2 separate regions of the Rattus norvegicus genome follow, and region 1 is linked to region 2. Evidence: chromatin contacts called from public Hi-C data. All regions are on one chromosome and are shown on one strand. The core of a region is the stretch at or near the end of the contact, and the rest is flanking DNA. Distances in the headings are between cores, read along the strand shown.

Region 1 (4,239 bases), core at 740-3,239, 410 kb after region 2:
TTCTGCCTACCTAGCCCTGTCTAACCCTCCTTATACAGACCAGGCTGACCTCAAACTTGCAGTGATCAGCCCTTACACCTTACGGAGTGCTGGGGTTAGTTATAAACTACCATTTCTAGCTGGGAAATCTGCATTCTTTGTTTTTCTGAAACAGGATTTCTGTGTGGCTTTAGCTGTCTTGGAACTTGCTGTGTGGACCAGGCTGGTCTTGAACTCAGAGATCTGCCTGCCTCTGCCTTCCGGGTTACTGGGATTAAAGGAGTGTATTCTTATGTATGTTCCTCTCCATGTCCCACTCTGATCTCAAGTCCAGCAGAGAGGTCCAAGAAATGATGTCACTGAATTCTAAACTAAGGCAGAACCCAACTGAGGCAGGGCATGAGCCTAGGACCTCCACTTCATCTCATCTGGCCCTGTCAATGGGACAGATCACAGTGCCTAAGGGAAGTTTACCCAGCTCTCCCCAGGCTGGGCTTATTGTCAGTGTAAAGAACTCACAGCCACACATATCACAGCTCAGGACAAAAACGGGGGTGGGAGCACACGAACCAGTCACAGCGATACGTATTATGAAAATGTTCTAATAAAGACATTATTTTGTAAACTACAGAATTTAAGAGTGAAACTTCCTCAAAAATAAGAATATCAAATGCTAAGAAAGTGAAGGGCTGATGGACTGAACTCAGGTAAAGCCTACAGCAGTGTGTGCCAAAAGGAAAAGCAACCCTATTTTCCTGATCAGATCCTGTGAACCCCCAAACCAGACTACTGCAGAGCCTCAAGCATAAGATTTACTGTAATACCTTTGTGCCTCTAATGTTCTGTAAATGGGGTTCAGAAAAGTAATCCCTAGTCTTCTTGTCCAGTGCTCTGGACAGGGAACCCATCTTACTAGAACGAAGATGAGCATGAGGAACAAAAGACTAATAAGACTGCAACTCAGTGGCTCAAAGACCCTCCAACGTGGCAACAACAAATCAACAAGGAAGCCAAAAAAGCAGGGCTCCGGGGCATTTACCATTTCCAGCAGCCGGACTGTGGAAGTCTGGGAAAACCGGGGGATATCCACTCTGCTTTTTAAAAACTGTGGGTAAAAGTGAAGTCAGAGGAGGCAGGCAGTTCTTTGCACAAGGGGTCCAAAGGAACAGTGCCACCCCTGCTAAGTGCCAGCCACAAGATGGGAGTAAGGCTCCACTGTTTCGGAAAAATCACCCTAACTAAGGGAGTCAGCAACCAGGCAGGTAGAACTTGAAGCAGGAAGAGACAGGAGCCAGCTCCTGGGAGGGACCCTCCGCAGAGGCCCCCGCAGCAAGTCTAGCAACAAAGTTCGCGCCCACCCCTTGGCAAGGCCGCTGGGGAGGCGCCGGGAAGCGTCCAGGCAGTTACTCGCTGTGGTTCCCTTGGCCTGAGGCTGCCGAAGCGCCCCCGGGACTTTTGAGGGCGATGAGCCCCAGACCCAAGTATCTCGATGGAGACATGGACGGCACAGCTGGGTGTCACCGGGTGCCACCGGTGGGGGAGGGGGATCACGCTGAACAAGGGAGTCGGTGGCGCCCAGGTCTCTGGGTCCCCCCACCCCCATATTTGCCGGGCAGCTCGTCGTCACCCGCAAGTCCCGAACCCAGAGCGCGCGCCAGTGTTTGTAAACAAACCGGTCACGTGGCCGCAGCAACCCGCTCCCCGCCCCTAGCACCCCGGGAACCTTCGGGGAGCCCCCTCGGGACCGCGACAACACCGCCCAGCTGAGCCGGGCTGCACGCAGCGCGGGAGCCCGACCGTCCCCAGGGCGCACAGCCCGAACCGGAGCGGAAAGCGCCCCACGCCCACGCGAGCCCAGCTCGAGATCCCCATACCTGGCGGCAGGCTGCCGGGTCCGGCCAGCCCCGAGCTCGGCTGCTCCGGAGTGCTTGGCGAAGAAGGGCTGCACGGCTGACTCTAGCGCTCCCAGCGCGCTCTTAAAGCCACAGTCTCCGCCACCGCCACCGCCACTGCCGCTCCGCATCCCTCCGAGTCCGGGCTGGGGGCTTGCCGAGTGACAGACGCGCCCCCGCGCCTATCCCATCGGCTCAGCACATAGCAACACGCCACTGGTTGGTCCGGCACGGCCGCAGCCCATCCGGGAGAAGCCAATCACTGGAGGACGGAACTCCGCCCCTGCTTTCCCTGCCTCCCGCCCCCAACCCCCACCCGCCCCTCGGCCCTGGCGGGGCGCGCGTGCGAGGAGTGTGGCAAGGTCTGGTCCCGCCAGTCCCGGCAGCTGGCGGGCGGGGCTGGGAAAAGAGGTGATTAGAGTGGGGGAGCTCTCTGAGATAGGAGCCTGTTTGTTTGGGTTTACTGGGGTTCCCAGGATCCGGGGCTATGTTGGGAAGTGGGATTTACAATGCTTTTGTTTTGAGACCCTAGATAGTGATTCCTCACTCCACTTTTAAGCCACGCTTGACCCAGAGCCTAAGTTACTAGAAGTGACCCTCAGAGTTCAAGGCAGGTATGTACTTAATAAGATAGTACCAGTGTCGTCAGGCCCACCCATGCCCTGCTCAGAAGCAGAAAGATAAGTCTCTATTCCCTCTGCCTTGCTAGTAATTTCCTAATTAAAACTAGGAAAAGGGTTGCCTGGTGTGTTCGAGTCCCTGAGTTGAATCCCCTGTACTGAGAGTGGGAGAGCATGGAGAAGGACTATAGAGAAACTGGAGTCCCTATTGCTAATGGCTAGTGAGGTCTATTAGCAACGAAAAATAGAACAAGAATAGTCAAAGTGACCAAAGGGGAGGAGCTTGCCTTCTGGGTCAGTGGGGTGGTGCTTTTCAAGGAAGAGAGGGTTAAAAAATAAACTCCTGACAGTCGGGAAGTCCAGGGAGGCACCAGGTGGGTGGAGTGGGGCAGTCTTCCGACAGGAAAACAGGTCAATTTGATAAAAGGATTTCTGCCAGAGGAGACAGCAGATCCTCTAAGCCGCTGGGATTCTGAACGGTGTTGGGGCAAAATACGTGTTTCCATTACCATTTTAGAAGAGAAGAAAACACGTGGTAATTGGACAGGTTGGTTCGTGCTTTATAACCCAAGGCTTGGGAAGTGATCAGAAGTTCAGGTCATCCTCAGCTACATAATTCCAAGGTCGCCAGGTCACTGAAAAAGAAAAAGACAAAACGAACATTCGGGGTGTGGAAGGAGGCTGAGGAAACTTTTGGTCTCCTCTCTGGTAGCAGTTTACACATAAACCCAGAATGGTATTTCTCCCCAGGTGCCTCAAGATGTCACCTGTCACTCCACTCAGCTGTTTTTAGTATACGGGCAATCAACCAAATTATCTTCAGTGAATGTAGCTCACGTGGTTAGGGATGAATTCAGTCCCAACGTTGGTAAGAACAAAACTACCTCATATTTGTTGGTAGATACTGGTTTCTGTGTAAGGGCACTGTCAATATTTACAACTGACCACTTTGGGAGGTGTAAACCCTGGAGTCAAAACGCCTTCAGCTGATTAATCACAAACTTGAAAAGATTTGAGATTGGATCTTTAAGAAGATACATTAAGGGGTTGGGGATTTAGCTTAGCGGTAGAGCACTTGCCTAGCAAGCGCAAGGCCCTGGGTTCTGTCACCAGCTCCAGAAAAAAAAGAAAAAAAAAAGATACATTAAATTCTTTAGATCATGAAAAACTTGATTACCAGCCCAGGGCTGCTTTCTGAGGTTAAGTTCTTTTGTGTCCTTAGGCCTTAGTAAGCCATTGCCTAAAATAAGGGGGAGCTGGGCTCTGGGGATGGAGCACCCAGTAGGGATTTTGCCTCAGGTTCTCGAAGCTCTGGACCCAATACCCATTACTGCAAAAACAAACAAGGAGGGCTGAAATAAGATGGTTTCTGAAGTCCCTTCCAACTCTAACATTACAAATCAAGAACTAGAAAATTAAGCTGGTTACGTTTCTGCACTAGCACTTTACTAAATATGTTTATAGCCACAGGTTCCCTAATGCCTAACAGTAGATTCTGTACTGGTTTTATACCCTGAGATACTGGTATGTTATGTAACAAGATTGGAGGCTACCGTTCTGTGTTTAAATAGAAGATAGCATTAGCTAACGAAGACCTGCCTTGTGCAGGGTGCTCTGAGGACCCCTGCAGGCCTGCTGTGTGGCTGCAGGAGATTAGAAGGGGCTACAGAGACACTGGGCTGAATAACAATAGAAGCAGCCAGCCAGCCAGCCAAAAAAATAAAAAGCCAGATCATGCCTTCTCCCAG
Region 2 (4,326 bases), core at 1,759-4,258:
GTGGAGCCAAGTGCTTATACCTTTGGCTGTGGGAGATGAGTTGAGCCCTGGACTGAGGTCAGCCCTGGCAATATTGAGATGCACTGAGACGCCGGTGCCCTCATCAACCAAACCAACACGATACACAGGAAGCTCAACTCAAAGCTTCGGAATTTAGGATGAGAAATGTACCAACCAGGCAGAAAAAAGAGGCCTAAATTCCTGGGTAGACACAGAAAACATTTGAAATGCAATTTTGAAGCCAAGCGTGGCGGCACACACCTGTAATCTCAAGCCTTCAGGAGGCGCGGGCCGGTGGGCCAGCCTGGACCGCACAAACCGCCCATTAACTCCGGCTGCGGATACGGGCAGGGGGTGTGGTGTGGGCAGATTGGTCGGCAGGACTTTTCACTTCCTTTCTCTATTTGCCCTCTTCCGAGAGCCTTTTCCTTTAACTCGTCCCACCCTGCACCCTGCCCCTTCCAGCCTTGGTCTCCCCGTCCCCGCAGCCATGGCGGTTCCATCATTTGTAAAGTCTTTCATTTCCCCCACTACTCAGACTCCCTGCCCTCAGCCAGTTCATTCACTCATTCTGTGTTGATGCTTGTTAGGCATCCAGCAAGGAGTTATGGATGCTGGATCAGTCCTGCAGGGGGATGCTTACAATGCAGGGTTTCCTTGGTCGTATGAAGCTATGATTCTGGCTTCCTAATTACGGCCTTTGACTGTTTATATACACAACCCCACCCCCACCCCCACCCCCATTAAATGGGAAAGAATGTCGTTCCAGAAAGAACAGTAGGGATTGCTGGTCTGGGCTTTGAATGTTGCAATGTCTGCTCTGGCCCGGGACGGCTTTGCAGCACGCATACCAACGATTCCTCTTCTGACCACCATGTTTATCACTCGCTAGGATTCTCGTCCAGCGTTTTGTTTTAAAACATGCTCCATATGTCTCTCTCCCACTCTTCCTCCCCAGGAGTCCACGTTTGGCAATACACCCTCTCTTCTTCTGCCATCTTCTTACCAAATATGGTTTTATCAGCCGTCTTGTCGTTTTTTAAGACTAACTTAAAAGGCACCTTCATCCCCCATCAATAATTTTTGGGGGTGGTGTTTAGGAATGTGAATGGCAAAAAAAAAAAAAACCAGTTTAAATTTTTATTTAATAATTTCCTGCTCCAAAACCCTGAAATGTCTTGGAAGATGCGAGGTTAGCTTTAATAACAGATAACTCCACTTCCACAAGCAGGAATGCTTGCACAAGTTCTAGTTTCTGGGAAACTGCAGTTCAACGCGTAAGAAAAATTCAAGCTATGGAAACAGAGAGAGAGAGAGAGACAGAGAGAGACACAGAGAGACAGAGAGAGACAGAGAGAGACACACAGAGAGAGAGAGAGACAGAGGGAGAGACACAGAGACAGAGACAGGAAGAGAGAGGAGAGAGACACAGAGATAGAGAGAGAGAGACAGAGACAGAAAGAGAGAGGAGAGAGACACAGAGAGAGACAGAGAGAGGAAAGAGACAGAGAGAGAGACAGAGAGAGAGGAGAGAGGGGTAATGCCCCTCCCCGCCCCCACACCAAACATAGGGCTTCAGCATTTCAAAAATAATTTGCTTTTTGTTTTGTTTTTCAGACAGGGGCCTACTAAGTAGCCATGGCTGGCCTCAAAAAATTACCAACATCCACCTGCCTCTGCTTCCCGAGTGCTGGGACCTAAAGTGTGTACCACTCTGCCTGGTTTTGAATTAGGCTTTAACCTAATGGCAAATTCTATGACTAGGTTATAAGAATAGTTTTAAAAAAAAGAGCCTCAGGAGAGTGAGGACAGGAACATGGAGAAGGAAGAGGACACCTGGGCTCTACAGTCAAGACTCTAAACAAGTCTAAAACAGAGCGAGGGGGCTGGAGAGATGGCTCAGCAGAGGCTGCTCCTCCACAGGTCCTGAAGTGAAATCCCAGCAACCACCAGGTGGCTCACAACCATCTGTAATGAGACCCGATCACCTCTTCTGGTGTGTCTGAGGACAGCTACGGTGTACTCACATACATAAAATAAATGTTAAAACAAAATAAAACAGAAACCAAGAAATGGCTTTAAAATATTTTAAAGATTCAGATGACGTATCCACTTAGCGTGTATGCTGCTGTGTCACAGTTTCTCTCCTCCAGTGAAGTCATCGTAGCTGATGTTTCTATGGCTTCTTGTTCTACTTGGATTTAAGTATTGAAGTGGTACACAAAAATTCAAAGATTCTGTATCCATGTCGTCCAAAAACAGGACCATCGGCCATAGGTGGTTAGTGCTATGAACGTAGAATGCACAGCAGACTTTCAAGACAATATGGCAATGGTAATGTAGCTCAGTGGCTAGTGTCTACAAGGCCCAGGACTTGATCCCCAGTGGTACAAGGCAAAAGGACTACATGAATAAAATGTAGCCCTGGCTGTCCTAGAACCACTCTGTAGACCAAGCTGGCCTCAAACTCAGAGATCTGCCTCTGCTTCCCAAGTGCTGGAATTAAAGGTCGATTATTAATCATTTAATTATTGTGACTATATAGATAGTAGGCTAGTAATATTAACTTTGTCTATTTCTCCTTAAAATTTAAATTAGACATACGCTTCTGAATTAGATTTTACACGAGATACGTGGGAAATAGTTGTTCTAGAGCAAAGTCCTGGGAATTGTTACGTGTGAACAAACCTTCGTTACTAGGTGAGAGGTTACGGGCTGTGGTGGCGCACTCTTTAACCACAGCACTCGGGAGGCAGAGGCAAGCCACCCACATCTACAGAAAAGCTCCAGATAGCCAGCCCACAGAGAAACCCTGTTTCAAAAAAAATTAAAAATTAAAAAAAGGCATAAGACAATATATGGAAATTTCATTTTGGGGGGAAAAAGGCCATTACTTCGACTGGACTTAGGAGATCCGTATGAAAGGGCAGAATGTGAGCTGTACCCAGCTGAAACCCACAGCGCACCTGTGAGGAAAGGCAGCGTGCTGAGAGGGTATTACAGAAATGAGTCTAACCCGGCCCCTGCCAGGAAGAGGTTCACCACTTGGTACACTCTGTGCTGCCAAGCTTGTGCCTGGCCCACAAGAGACGCCACGTTTACTAAACAGATGGACTTAGGTCACTAGCATCAGAAGAAAGGTACAGTTGTCAAGTGACTGGGACACGGTGGAACCTGTTACGGTCCTCAGGACTGGCAGCAAGTGCCTCTACTGCCGAGCTCTCTCCAGCCTCATGAAGAACTAAAGAGCATTCTCAGTTGGGGCTGCACGTCACTAGTCCAGCACTCGGGAAGTGAAGGCAGGGCGATCAGAAGTTCAAGACCAGCCTCAGCTACAGAGCAAGATCAGGTTCAGCCTGTGCTACGTGAATTCCTATACTTAATAACAAATCAGAACAAAACAAAACCCCGTGGCTGAAATGTGGATAAAATGGTGGAGCGCGTGCCTTCCATGCTTGAAAACCTAGGTTCAATACCCAAACAGCACATAAAGCGGGCACAGGAGTTTACACCTGCGTCCCAGCACTCTGGAGGCAGATGCAGGAGGATCAGAAGTTCAGGGTCATCTTGGCTACATAGAGAATTCCAGGCCAGGCTGGGACATGAGATCATATCTGAAAACCCAAACAGAGTAGTAATGCATTTCAGCAGGTAAGGTCATGCTGCCAAGCCTTAACACCCGAGTTCCGTCCCCTCAACCTACATGGTGGAAGAAAAGAAATGAACCCTGTGAACTGTCCCTTGACCTCCACGCATAAGTAAGTAATTTAAGAACTGGAGGGCTGGAGAGAAAGGTCAGCGGCTGAAAGCACTGGCCCTTCCCAGGGGCCCTCGTCACATTCTTAAGCATTTACACAGCAGCTCAGTCATCTGTAACTCTAGTCCCAGGGCATCTGAGACGCTGGCCTCTGAGGGCTCAGACAACAGGCAGGCAAAACACTCATATGTAATTTTTAAAAATTAAAAAAAAAAATTCAGGGGTTGGGGATTTGGCTCAGTGGTAGAGAGTGCTTGCCTAGGAAGCGCAAGGCCCTGGGTTTGGTCCCCAGCTCCAAAAAAAAAAAAAAAAAAAAGAAAGAAAGAAAGAAAAGAAAAGAAAAAAAATTCAAACAAAAATTAATGATGTTTCTGGAGCCATTTTATGCATATATGCACACATGTATGCATGTACCCATACACACATATGCAATTGACATATGTACACACACACATATATGCAATTGAAGACCTGTTTAAAACCATGAGAAGTTCAGCCAGGAGTGGCAGCACACACCTTTAACCCCAGCACTCTGAAAGTAGAGAAAAGCACATCTGAGTTTGTGGCCA

Evidence for each region. Hi-C and Micro-C count contacts between places; a contact is called where the count stands out from the background.
Region 1: a contact with region 2 is called in a Hi-C map of hepatocytes, with 2.2 times the contacts expected there. The contact joins the promoter of Ypel2 here to the enhancer-like site in region 2.

What each region holds. Positions count from the first base shown.
Region 1 is chr10:72,299,135-72,303,373 of GRCr8, forward strand. It overlaps Ypel2 (yippee-like 2), which reads right to left and starts at 1,990. Exons shown (of 5, transcript NM_001108286.2): 1 at 1,854-1,990.
Region 2 is chr10:71,890,238-71,894,563 of GRCr8, forward strand. No RefSeq gene overlaps it. Among named protein-coding and RNA genes, the nearest start is that of Mir21, 10 kb to the right of the region's middle. Within about 2 kb of position 3,009, at least 15 of the 93 cell types and tissues checked have an H3K27ac peak or open chromatin away from gene starts, as enhancers often do. A contact at or near this core is called in hepatocytes, where this site is marked.